Regions from separate parts of the Mus musculus genome. Here region 1 is linked to region 2. The links are chromatin contacts, called in public Hi-C maps. All regions are on one chromosome and are shown on one strand. Each heading gives the region's core, a stretch centred on a gene start, on an enhancer-like site or on the middle of the called end of the contact. The rest is flanking DNA. Distances are from core to core; before and after follow the strand shown. Region 1 has its middle 120 kb from the start of Aard. Region 2 overlaps Eif3h (eukaryotic translation initiation factor 3, subunit H).

What was found. Hi-C and Micro-C count contacts between places; a contact is called where the count stands out from the background.
Region 1: a contact with region 2 is called in a Hi-C map of forebrain, with 4 times the contacts expected there. The contact joins two enhancer-like sites. A contact is called at or near these places in 7 of 484 Hi-C or Micro-C datasets (the G1E-ER4 cell line, the HPC-7 cell line, cerebral cortex and 3 more) and 1 of 115 datasets of contacts at active chromatin or transcription factors (embryonic stem cells).

Annotation. Positions count from the first base shown.
Region 1 is chr15:52,159,647-52,166,332 of GRCm38.p6, forward strand. No RefSeq gene overlaps it. Among named protein-coding and RNA genes, the nearest start is that of Aard, 120 kb to the left of the region's middle. Within about 2 kb of position 1,300, at least 72 of the 459 cell types and tissues checked have an H3K27ac peak or open chromatin away from gene starts, as enhancers often do. A contact at or near this core is called in cerebral cortex, forebrain and uterus, where this site is marked.
Region 2 is chr15:51,832,756-51,839,670 of GRCm38.p6, forward strand. All of the region lies in intron 2 of Eif3h (eukaryotic translation initiation factor 3, subunit H), which reads right to left. Among named protein-coding and RNA genes, the nearest start is that of Eif3h, 29 kb to the right of the region's middle. Within about 2 kb of position 1,531, at least 35 of the 459 cell types and tissues checked have an H3K27ac peak or open chromatin away from gene starts, as enhancers often do. A contact at or near this core is called in cerebral cortex, forebrain and uterus, where this site is marked.

The DNA.
Region 1 (6,686 bases), core at 50-2,549, 330 kb after region 2:
TAATCATAGAGTCACAAAAGTGAGGGGAGAGTGACAGACAACAGAAGAGAGGGCACTCTTGGCAGCGCAAGAACTCTAATTGGTCGATAGAGATGATATGTTAAACAATGACCAGTGTGTTTACAATACCTTCACTGCTAAGCAGGGGGTACTTGAACAGGATTCTGTAATCTATCATGCCCATTTCCCCTTACAGAAAACTACCAATGATGACACGGTGTGATAGATTCCCGTAAGCCACTCAGAGGTTTTCAACGGCTTTCGATTTTTTTCAACTATGTTTCGATACATGTTAGAGAGAATTCATGGTTGTGAGGCAAGTTTACAAATTTTTCATTCTGTACTTATTTAATTTAATACATATAGATTAGTCAGCTTTATACTCCTAGGCAGTAGAGCAATCTGTGATGGGGACACGGCCTTCAGGGAGCTTCTATTCTTTAGAGGTTATTGACTCATAAATGCTCTGACACAGGAAAGTCCTGGATGGAGAATGCCAGCTAAATGGACTTGACAGTTAGCAAAGGGAGGGACTCAAATTGGAAACTGAGGGGAGTAGCGTCATCACCAACCTGAAGAGATGCAGGCTAGTGCTTGAAGCAGAAGGTAATAATAGCTCAGTCAAAGCACTGGGTGCGGCAGCCATGGCCAAGGGCTTATGCCTGCTTTCTGGACTGTTGCCATAAACAATAGGGACTCAGTATGGAAGGAAAGTCAGGACTGCACTGGGCTGTGAAGCTGTTTGTGCTTAGTAGCGATGCTGTTATTTGAAAAGGAGTATGGGAAAAGCCATCCAGTAAAGGGACTTGGGAACCAAAAGGCAAACTTAGCACCCTTTTTGATAAACTAACCAGTCTGAGAGGGCATTTAGAGCAGATGATATGTTCAATAAGCCAGCAATTTGGTTTGAAAGAGAAGACCCAAACTTCCTCAGGGACGGCGACTCCCCTGCCGCGTGCCCACAGCAAGGAGTCGAGCAAACATTGCTCTGGGAGCAAATGCGGAGTGCTTTCCAGAGAACAGGTTTCTCTTTGGGGTATAATTATTTGGCCCACTTAATAGAAGTCGCAAGCAGGCCAGCCCTTGAAAAATAGGGCTCGTTCCTCGTTTTAGCAGAGCTTGAACAAAGGGAAACTTAAAATCAATTAGAGGGAAAGAGGAAGCCTATTTCTGTCCTTCTGGAGACAAAAGATGAAGCACAATTGGTTAAAATTCAGAGGACTAAAAATCTCTTGGGCGGTTGGGGGAAGTATTGGAGAGCTGCAGAGGAGACACAGATCCAAACGCAGGCTCGAGCTGCCATCTAGTGTTGGGACGGCTGCTGGCACGCCAGGCCCAGCTGCTGTTTCTGCCTGCCGGCTCAAGGCTCTTGGGTTTCAGAAAGATGCATCAAATTACTATTTATTATTATTGTTATGCCTATTGTTATTAAATAATTACTAAGTTAAACAGGGAGTTTAACACTTCTTGTCTCCCAGGAATTAATTTTCCTCCTGACAGCACGCAGTCCTCAGTATTCAGTTGCCTCTTGTTTGAAGGAACAAGGTTTAATCCTTTGGCAATCTAACTAGGAGCCAGCTCAGCTCCGAGGGAACCACAGTTTGACCTTTGCAATCGTGTTGGAAGGTGGCAGTCTGGATCATTAACCTTGTGAAAGGTCCTGGTGTATCTATAGGCTCAAGCCTCCTCCTGAAGGGAGATTTCATGGTGAAATGCTGTTATAGAGCCTGTAGAGTAGTTTTGTCTCCTCACCAGACTCTTGTTTTATTGAATTGAGGTCTCTCATATTGGGAAGATAATTGGCAATTCAACAAATTACCTTTATTTAATTAAACAACTAATTTACTGCCAATCTGATATTGATTAGAGGCCCTGGCTGCCAATTACTTGTCCCACCCCTGCCCTGTTACTGGAAATTACAAACCTTAACCAGGCTTAGCTAATATTGTTTGTAGCCTAAAGATGGGAGCTTTGATGTTCCACAGCTGCTGGGTCTCTATCTCACTGCGGCGAAGCAGGCAGCGCCTGTGAGGCTCTGGAGATGCTTAACGTGGCCTGCCAACTCCCACGCCCACTCTGAAGCGTGGCTCTGGAGCCCCTGACCTAGATGGCTGACTCAGAGTGACTGCAGCGTCCTCCTGTGCCCCAGCCTCTGCTCTCAGCAGCAGGTCTTTTCAAACAGAGCTGTAGCGTGAGTAAACAGCCCTGAGAGGAGCCATCTGCTCGGTTCCCATTTGGACATGAAAGCGAACCTGATCTTACAGACCTTTCCAGACACCCGGTGGCCCCGCGATCTCCCCCCATCTAGTCACTGCAATACTTTACTCTTTTGTAAGGTGGGAATACAGGCATGCTTTCCCTCTACCTTTTTAAAGCCGACAGAGGAAAATAATCCTTAGAATTAAAGCTGTCCTTTGTTGTGCTGTGACATCCTCGTGACAGGTGGTGGCATATGAAAGGCTGAGGGACTGGGCAGGGGATGGAGTGAAACACATTCCTCAACCACAGGGCAGGATCAGGGGACATTGCTGTGAAAGCCCTACTCTGAATCTTCTCTTAAGGCGGGGCAGATCGACAGGGGAATAAACAAAGGAAAAATTCAGACGTTATATGTGTTTCTATTGTGGGTGCTGGAGTTGTCTGGCGTAAAGAAGAATTAAGGGATGGGGAGACCTCTCTTAGCCATTTGATGAACATTCTTCTATTTTCCTAAACATCCATGTCACCTTTAGGCCACTCTTATGTTCTTCTCATCTTCCTGTCCAGTGCCCAGAAAAACACAAACACAATTTAGGAAGCTTCCAGTTCAGTGCTCAGTACAAACAAGGCATGCAGCAAAGGCTTAGCCCATGGTAGGTGGGCAAGAATTTTTTAACTGAATCAGTGCATTAAAGTATGCGTGTCAGAATGTTTGATGAGACGAATAGTTGACTGTATCAATAAATCAGGAAAGAGAGTAACATTTATCTAGTGCTTAATCAGAACAAAGGGTTGTTCTAGCCAAGTCGTCTCCTTGGAAAAGACTATTGTAAAGATCTCCCGACAGAAGTGGAATCAGTCCAGAAGGCTGTGGAACTGACAGACAGCCATGTCCTCTCCTCAAGGTCTTTCTCTTTCCTGTTTGTCTGCTTTGCTCTCCTCTTTCTGCACCAGTCTTTCTTAAGCTCCACTCCACATACTTTCTGTCTGTTCATAAATTATGCCTGGCTAAGACTTTGCTGCTTGCCACAGCAGCAAAATGGACGTTAGCTTCTTTTGACTTTCTTGTTCATTGTTAAATATCGCATTGTCCCCCTTTCTAAATATATATTCCAGAAAGAAGAACTTCATAGGCCAAGCTTGCCAATGTATTTACTTTTGAGCCAGGCCATTTGGTCTTGGCTGCCAGCTCGTCTACGGAGCACTTGCTTGTGTTGGGCTCATTATTATGGGTAAGTAGAAAGTAGGAATGCAGGTCACCTACATGACACTCAGACATCAAGAATTGTGAGAGGACAGGCTCTCTTTGGAGGGGATACACAAACTGTAAACATATCTAGAAACCCAGGGCGTAGTACTTAGCAATAGATGAAGGGCCAAGGAAGCAGTGTGCGCATCACTTTGAGGGGTTCTGCGCAGGAACTGCTTGGTGGAGGTGACTGAACACGGGGCATCTCAGATCTGCCTGATGACTCTGGGGCATCATTATGCTGGCTGCAAAGCTTATGCTTCTCCGAGCTCTGCTCTCTCCCGTTTACTTTTCACCATTGTGAAGCATTTCATCAAGAAGAACCAGTGGCTCGTAGCACTAGCAGGAAATGTGCCACCAAGATAGGAACTGGGGACCACTTCAGGAAAGCTAGCCACGAACGGAAGGAGCAGCAATAGCAAAAATATTGGTCAGATGGAAGGTGGCTTTGACTGGAGGGACTGCTGTATGTAGGTCTCGGAGCACAGTGTGGTGTTAATGGCTTGAGAATGTCTGATGAGATCAGCATGACTGAAAAAAAATAGGGATTTGGCCTCAGTATGTGAGGGATAAAATTTACTTACACACACAACACAACACATACACACACACACACACACACACACACACACACACACACGCGCGCACACACACACAAACATGCAACTTCTGGCCTCCCTTCTGCATCACATGTCTGGATGTTTTTCTTTTTTAACAGGGATGGTTATACTTGAACCTATTCTCAAGAGAAGATATTTCACATGGAAAAAAAAAACAGCTAAAAAAAAACCCTCAAAACCCCCAAACTTTGGATACCATAGGATGCTAGATTCAGGTAGAAGGACACATGTACTCACCCATAGTTTTGCATTATTTTGTCCTGATGATGATCATGACATCATCATGAGAAAGTGCTATTTTAGGCTTTTAATTTTTGTTTGTCTGTTTTGATAGCTTAGAAAGCCAAGGCTCAAGTAGAGAAGAGATACCTGCTTGAAGGGCAGGTCCTGGTTTAAAAGCTCAAAATTTATTCCCAATTCCTCTCAAGAGGGGAAGAGAAGTAAATAAAAACACTGTTCTCTCTCTCTCTCTCTCTCTCTCTCTCTCTCTCTCTCTCTCTCTCTCTTTCTTTCTTTCTTTCTTTCGGTCCAATCTGGTTCAGGGGTTCAGGAACTGGAAACATTTCTAAAGACTACTATTGTTTGGTGCAGTTTCAGGTTGACAGATAGCGACTTCCAAGTCCCTCATGCTGGCTGGCTAACCTAGGGAATTCTAACACTGTAACAACTGAGATGTATAGAGGCCAGGACCCGAGGGTGGTTACTCACGCTGCAGAGCTTTGTGGACCTTGGATCAGTTTCTTTCAAGAATGGTCACTGTCTTAATTAGGGTTTTACTGCTGTGTACAAACACCATGACCAAGGCAACTCTTTTTTTTTTTTAAAGATTTATTTATTATATGTAAGTACACTGTAGCTGTCTTCAGATGCACCAGAAGAGGGCATCAGATCTCATTACATTATGGATAGTTATGAGCCACCATTTGGTTGCTGGGATTTGAACTCAGGACCCTCGGAAGAGCAGTCAGTGCTCTTAACCACTGAGCCATCTTTCCACACCCCCCCCTCCAGGCAATTCTTATAAAGAACACCGTTTAATTGGGGCTAGCTTACAGTTGCAGAGGTTCAGTCCATTATCATCAGGGTGGAAACATGGCATGGTCTAGGCAGGCATGGTTCATGAGAAGCTGAGAGTTCTACATCTTCATCTGAAGGCAGCTAGGATGAGGGTCTTTAAGACCATCCCCACAGTGACACACCTAGTCCAACAGGGCCACACCTACTCCAACAAAGCTACACCTGCTCCAACAGGGCCACACTTTCTAATAGTGCCACTCTTTGGGCCAAGCATATACAAACTATTACAGTCACATTGGATGTGTTCGGTGTGATTAGTCAGTCTGGGAAAGATTGACTACACTTATCAGATTCAAGGTCAGGAGGCCAGAAACTGGCTGGTTATTGGAATTAAAGGTGGTAGAGGTGGGCAGTAGTGGAGAAGGGGTACTAAAATGGTATCAACTTATTCTATTTTCTTATATTCTCCTTTTCCCCAAATACTTTATTGGCCATTCACTCATCTTTATGCTGTGTAGCTGTGAGCAATCTACATTTCTAATCCTTCTGTGTTGCTCCCTTGTTTATCACTGACTAATACTGATGCAGATTGTCTCTGGCATCTTCAGGGCAGCCTGGGACTCTTTTCCTTATTTTCTTTATCAGTCATATTCAGTAGGGTGTCTTGTTGGAATATATTTGAACATAAATGTTGATTGCTATAACCCTATAGCCTTGCAAACCCATGGCTAGGATGCTTCCAAGTGTTTGTTTAATAAAATAAGTATTTGGCTAAAGTAACATCTTACAGAAACTCAGTGAACCCACTTAGTGTTATTAATGTTGCTTATTTGTGTATGAGTATAGGACAATTTGCTGGAGTGTGAGCACCCCTTCAGGGGTCACTCTTGAAGAAAACTCTGAAGTTATGGGGGAAGACTCATAAAGGCATTGGAGAGAGGTGGAGGGGAGGGAATAGGGGAGTGGATTTAGTGAAAACATATGATATGTAATCCTTAAACTTCCTCACAAGGATAAATGAAAAAAAAAGGACATTCATTTTAAATAAAAAGTGAGTATTTTTTAAACTAAAAAATTATAAGTATTATGCCTTAACTATGAGTTCAGTTATCTATAGTCAGCCAAAGCTACAAAATATGTCATAGAAAATTATAAAGAGTTCACAGTTTCAAACAATGCATAATATTTATGCTAAAATAACACAATAAGCATATCTAACGTTTTTTCCTGGCAACGTTTCTTACTGGATCTACAATAATCAATTCCAGTTCCTCTTCAGGCTACGCATGGATACAACAAAAGGGAGCTATATCTCGATAACAGTAAATTCCCTTGATTAGGCATAGTGAAATTTCAAAAACAAACAAACAAACAAACAAATAAAAATGTTAAGAAGTGACTTGAGAAACGTAGGTGTTCATTGAAAGCAACAGAATTTCCGAATCACACCACATGACTTCATAGCATTTGGAGTGTGTTACAAAAGGGGAAACCGGGGGCTTAGTGATGAGGAATTTTTTATCCAATTGCATGGTAGTCATCACATCAGAGATAAGGAAAACCTCCGCCAGGAAGATTTTAAAGCACATGAGAGTCTTCTG
Region 2 (6,915 bases), core at 281-2,780:
AGATGTTCATCAAACCACTTAGCAGTTGGGAGGGAAAGCTGAGAACCTCAGTGCCGTCTCGAAACATGAAATATGTTTCAAATGTGTATATTTATATCAAACAATAATTAATTGAATTATTCCAGTCATCCTTATAGCATTCCCTACCATATGAAGTGTAATTATGGTCTAGGCAAAAGCTATGGAGAAGTCAGATGGACCTGGTATCCGGTGGCTTTCAAGTCTCTATGCAATGGTTTTCTTGTTCTAAGATTATTCTAGCTGTTGAACTTGCACCTCCTCCAAATTTTGGCTTGGCCAGAATCTTTCTTTTAAAGAAAAAGAAAAGAAAATCTCTTTGCAATGAAAGAAATTGTGATCTAAATCATGATGACAAGAAACCTTAGCAATTTAAATAGACAAGCCTTGAAATAATATTGTGATCAAAGTATCAAGCAGCCTAATAAAACCCAGGTGCCTTCGCCTTATCATATGTGGTCCTTATTACCACGCTGCACTATTTAACCTACTTCCTGGGGTCAACAACCACTTTCTGTTATTAATTCCTTCCCATTAATGATCTGCTGAAATTACCATGTTTTCTGATAAGACAACTCTTTTTTCAAAAAGAAAATAAAAAAAGTAAAAAGTCAAAGTAAAAAGAAAGAGTGGGTTTTATTTTGAATGTTTCAGAACTGGAGCCATGATTGGCAAGCCTCAGAAACCACAGTGGCTTTGTACTATTAGCATCCATTCAAGGCTCTGCTACGTCCTAGGGAGGCAACCAGATGACCATGGTTAGTAGAGTAGAGTAAGGGCTCACACATTTTATGATAACAAGCAGCAGCGACATGAAAAGCATAAGCACACAAACCTGCTTTACAGCCCTAAGATTCAAATGAGAACGTCGCCCCGACAAAAGTGTATTATTGCTCCAAATACTTCATCCTTCAAAGGTCCCCGGCGGTACAACTTGAAAGGTCGGAGGCAATGTTCCCAGCTATAGGTACTGCTGCCTTTTAAAATGGGAACTAAATGTCTTAGGGAATTTAGGGAGCATAATTTGGTTCCAGAAAGATTTCACGACGGTGATGTTGAAGTGCCAATAGTTATTACATCCACCTCAACATTTGATTCAAGGACTTAGAGCAGCACTGGATTTTAAAAAGGAGGAAATTATTTTAATTTATCTGCCTTCTTTCACCAGCTCAACCCCACCCCCTGAAACATTGGTAAAAACAAACCATTCGGAAGACTTGGCACTAGACTAGGGTGAAGGACTGGCTGAAAACAGTGCAGTAATGCGCCCTTGTGTACCTTCTCCTCTGGGCGTGAAGGTTTTCCACGTGGCTCTGCTCTGTCCCAACCACGGGTTCCAGGCCATCCAAAGGGAAGGTGAGAGTTGGGCATGTTACAGGCCTCCATTTTACACACAGCTACCTACACTAGTCACAAAGACAGTTGCCACAGCTCAGTGTGCCACGAGTGGCACCCAGTGTTCACACAGCCTCCTTACAGCAGAGGGATCCGTTTCTTTTCTTTCATTCTGTTTGCCCAGATGGCAGAGGCAGCAGATTGGAAGCATTGCACAACATATCACTTAACCATACTGTGTACTCAGTAAAGAAGGAAATTCACATGACAGGCTTTATCAGTACTGTCTGTTTAAGTCATCTGCAAAGCAATGGATTCGAGAAAGCCTGTGCCATCAGTCAGGCACCGACTTCTTCCGTTAAATAAAACCATCTATTCGAGCTATTTGCAGATGCAGTCAGTGGCATTTAATAAGAACTTGTTCTACTCGGCTTAATCTATACTTCAGTTAGTTTCTCCATTCTGGGTAGCAATACTAGAGGCTGTGTTGACTTCCAGAGACTGTGCTCAGAATGCCTGAGCTGACTTGATTCAACCACCACTACTTTATGGTTCATGTAAAGCTTAGAGCTGCTCTGGATCTTTAACGAGTATGGTACACACACACACATAAACTTACATTTTCTGAAATCTAGGTTAAATTCAACAACCACAGACTTCAGCTATGGCAATGCTTTAAGTGAATACTGTAAGCTGATTTCAGGTCTGCACCACTCACTGACAGCGTCTCTGACAAACTAGCAGGATCAGTCCAGTTCTCTTCAACTGGATCTCCGTGCACAGGCATGTTAGCTGGAGCTCCCATCTCTAGATGCGCCACTAATTTAACCTTGTGCTTCTTTCCTCAATTCCCTACTTACCATATGATCCATATCACAAATGTGCAAACTAGCAGGGGAAACCAGAACCACAGAGAAGCTCAGTCTAGACCTCCTTTTCCATGTCTCTCAATGGAAATGTATAGTTCCCAAGTGAGAACTATTAAGTCTGCCTGTACAGTTCCCATAATTAGCTACTAGTGTTTTTTCTAGTCAACGCCCTGTAGGAGACAATCTGAAAAGAAACACATGGGTGACTCTGAAGAAAGAGCAGTCTGGCTTGCCGCTCACACCCAGAATCTGTGAAGCAATAGGAAGCACCTAGACACACTAAGGTCTGAGTATGCCGTGTCCTCTCCTTACCATCCCTTTCCTTACTGAAGCACCAGAGGAAAATCAAGGCATCGCCTCACTGTTCTTCACCTAATCCTTCACACTGTTCTAGTACCAAATTTCTACTGTTTTGAAGGTAGAACTGAGCTCGAGTTGAGTTGATAGAAATATGATAAATCAAAATAAAACATTTTAAGGAGAAATAATTCACAATACGAGGAACTTTAGTAATACACTTTAAAACTATGTAAATATAGGTGGTGGTCCATCTCCTGTCTGCAGCCCTCGCGCCGAGGAAGGAGGCAGGAGGAGAATGAGTTTGAGAAGACCCTTAGCTACAGTAAGGTTTCTAGGCAGCCTTGGCTACACGAGGCCCTGTCTCAAACAACAAACACCAAAACAACTCACTAAGCACATTTAAAGCACCGGGAGTTGCTATCAAATGAGGTGAAAAGAATAAAATACACTACTACTAATATACTACTAATACAATGCAAGAATGATCCGTTTGTAAAATTTCAAGAATAAATTATTTTGTTATATAGTAATTTTAAATCACAGAATTAATATTTATTTGTCATCCTACTTTGGATGAATGGATGAGAGACAGACAGACAGACAGACAGACAGACAGACAGACAAAATGAATCTAGCATCTTCACTTATCAGTTTTCACTTTGTCCTCTAACATCATATAACACCTAACAACTAACATCATCTCTTAGGCTTCCGTGCTTCAAGCCAAATGTGCTGCTCAAAACAGCCAAGTTCCATAAGGAGCAGACCCGTGCAGTCCTCCCCTTCCCCAACAGAACCCATAGTAAGATTCAGTAAGGATGGCTGGCAGAGGCCCAGCTGCAGCTACTGCTGTCATCCTTGCAGCCTGCTCAGGCTAACGGCAGGTCAGAAATCTCTAGAGTTCCAACTAGCTCTGCAGTCAGACTCCTACTTGCTGGCTCTAAACTTACCTGCTATAAAACACGTCTGTACAGCATCACCACCTATCTAGTTCTGTCAAATAGAAATAATGTGGACGTATCTCTGCAAAGACTGCTGAAATGAACATTCAATCCTCTCCTTATTCAAGCAGAGGCTGCCTACATGTTAAACGATGTCTAACAGTTAGATGTTAGAAAAAACAAGGGTAAATAAATGCACACAAGAGCATGGCCAGGAAGTGATTCAGGGTATATAAATCTATACTATATTAGGTCAAAATAAACACTGCTTTTGTGTTTCACTACATCAGAAAGCAGATAAAGGGTACCAACGAAGCTTGCTGGTCTCTACAAAGGTACTAAGTAAGACTCAGGTGAGAAAACAGTGAAGGTATGGAAAGCTCCCTGGGAGCAATCTCAAGCAGAAAGGTTAATTCACAACAAACGGACTTTACGTCTTATAGATTTCTCTTTGGAAAATGCAACATCCACATCAAAAACACCAAACCTAATTATAATTAGTCTAGTTATACACATACAATTTACAGGTAAGGTAATATAGTTAGTTGGAGGACTGAAATTGGTCAACATTTCTAGGCAAAATAGAAAATGAGTTGAAACTTGCTTCTTAGGAAACGGTTTATAGAAAAACAGAAATAACAGAGCCTTTGCTTACATGGTCTAATTGTGGTCTTTTGACATTTTAATTAGTGTTAAATAGTTCATTCTTAATGATTATCAGCTTGAAATTTAGTAATAATTCAAATATCTTCACCTATAGTTGTTGTGGATCAAAAGTAAAACAGTTTTTATTTAATTAAAATTTAAACCACTGGGAATGGTAATTTAAGGATTATGTTTTTAGACTTGGGAAACTTAGGAATTTTAAATACTATTTAAGTACTATATCCACCTGTAATTTTCAAATCTTACAGTATTACTTTAAGTCTGCACAAAATTCAAACAGGTTTTCCTTGGCTTCTTTCCAAACCATAGCACTTACACTTGGGGACCGCGGAGAGGACGGCGTAGAGCGCTTTCGTTTCTTTAAGCAGAAAAACCTTTCACATGGACCAGATTTTCAACAGTGCATTTTCTGCGCAATGGTGTTTCTCAACTAATTTTTAAAAAGTGAAATTTAAGACATGAAATAAACACAATGACACTGTTGAAAGTTTTAAAATGAAGCCAGATTTTGCCCACACTTTTATAGGTACTCCTAAAAAACACTTAAGAACAACAAAAAGACCTGAATATACTGAAATTTCAGTTTCACATTTAGATTTTATTTCGTATTTTCTAACCACCTTACAAGGCATATCATTTTAAAGTTTTACTCACAGTCTGAGTGATCAAAATAAGTTGGTAAGGCATTAATCTAAATTAGTTCATTGCTTTCAACGGTCACCACAAAATCATCAAATGTTTATGTTTTGACATTTCAAATAGTACCATGACTAACAACAACAAAACCAGAACTATATAAATTGTGACATGGTCTGCTGCCTAGACTTGTAAAATGAATTATTTATTAAATAGTTAAAATGTATCAAACATTTTACTAAATGTTTTATACAGAGCTATGGACTAAATGTCCACAAAGCTGAGACTAGCACAGCACACTAAGACCTGCTTATCATGGGCACGCCTCTCCAAAGCTTCGAGCCCTACATACTACAGGGGCAGCCACATCTCAAGTCAAGGAATCAGTCAAGAAACTTTCTCCAAATAAATGCCAAGTCAAATCATCACAGCAGTTTGCTCTTTATTTCTTGAGATGCCCACATTATTTACTATGTCCCACAAATGTGGATAGTTAGGATACACAAAGAATCGATCATCCTAGCAGTTGCTTAAGCATCACTTCTGTGAGGTCATCGCAAACAAGAAAGCATCCTGACATCTACTCACTCCTACCCTTCTCTCCACCTCACCCCAAATGTATCAAGTACACGCCACACATTATTTACACGCTTCTCTCCCAGCTAGAACTAGGATTTGCTATCTTTCTGTCTTTTTTCACTATCTGCACAATGTCACTTCTGCATAAATGCTGAAATAAATAACCGTGGGTAATCTTTTGTCCCTGAAATATATGTAGCATTTTATCATACTTTCACTTTATCTTTCCAACAAGCTTCAAGCATAACCCCTGAAGTGTCTAATATTTCTACCAAGAAAACTGCCTAATATTTCTACCCAAAAAGTCCTTTGTTTAAAAAAAAGATAGTTTTTTTAGAATGAATGTATTCAACAGATCATAGTGGTTACTAACAATATAGGCAAGGAAACATTAAGCAAGTATCACATCATTCTATAAAACGTCTCCATATTTCTGAAAACTACGAATCATGCTCTCTGTCCTGACCACGCTCTGAATTCTGAGGCAACACAAAGCTGAAGGAGGAGCCTCCGGTAGGTTTCTAGCAGTTCTGGCTTCAGACAACCAAGGAAGGGAGGTGACCACGCAACAAGTAATTAGACCAAGACTGTCTCTGCCATCCAGCACAGCTTTAACATTACAAATATGACGACTGAGAGCTCGCTCTCCTAGCCCAGCAGTAGAAGCAGCACCTGAGCTGCACGGGACTCCTCTGAAGCCCTCATCTCATTAAAGTGACTTTGTAATCATTTAACGAGTCCTGGGAACACTTTCTGCTTTAACTTTTATTTCGAGATAATTCTGTACTTTAAACTTTTAGCAAAAGAAAATTTTGCTACAACGAAAATTGGCCAAAAGCAAGTCCAGGGTCTCATGCATGCCACGGACTTGCTATCTAAGTCCATTCCCTTCTGCAGTTCCCTGCTGCCTTTCTAAGGAGACCGAGTTTGGAGAACAGTGACCACTCTCTCTCTATGACTAACCTAAGGCATGCAAAATTAAGTTTCTCTGTTCCAAATATAAAAATTATGAATTTGGCTCTGATACAAAAAGGTAAGCTTTTTGTAACATCTGCAATATTAAATTGATTTAGTCTGCTAAAAAACAAGACAGTGAGTTATTGAATCTGTGTTTAATTCAGTACACTTTATAACATATTTAAGGAATTCAGTTGTATAAAACAGGATCTGAATCTTATCAGATGAAAATATTTTGTGCTGTTAGCAAGCCTCGGGTTGTATGTCTGAGAAAACAAATTAGTCTCTAGTTCTCCTAAGCTTGATAATAGTGCCCCCTAATGGGAATTTTAACTTGAGGGTTTTTAACTTACATTTTAAAAAGCATATATTCTCTGAGTAGGTTTCCTCACTATAACCTTAAAACGCAAATTCTATAATGTAAGTTGAGCAAAACTGGACCACTCAAAAAGCTACCTATGTTGCATCAAAAAACAAAACATAACAGAAACAAAGAAGACAGACACATTTCTAGGTTTTACAGTATCATAATAACATAATAATATAACACATAATTCAAGAGACCACTAGGCAAGCAGTTTTATCCCAAGAAAACTGTCTCCACCAGGTTTCTG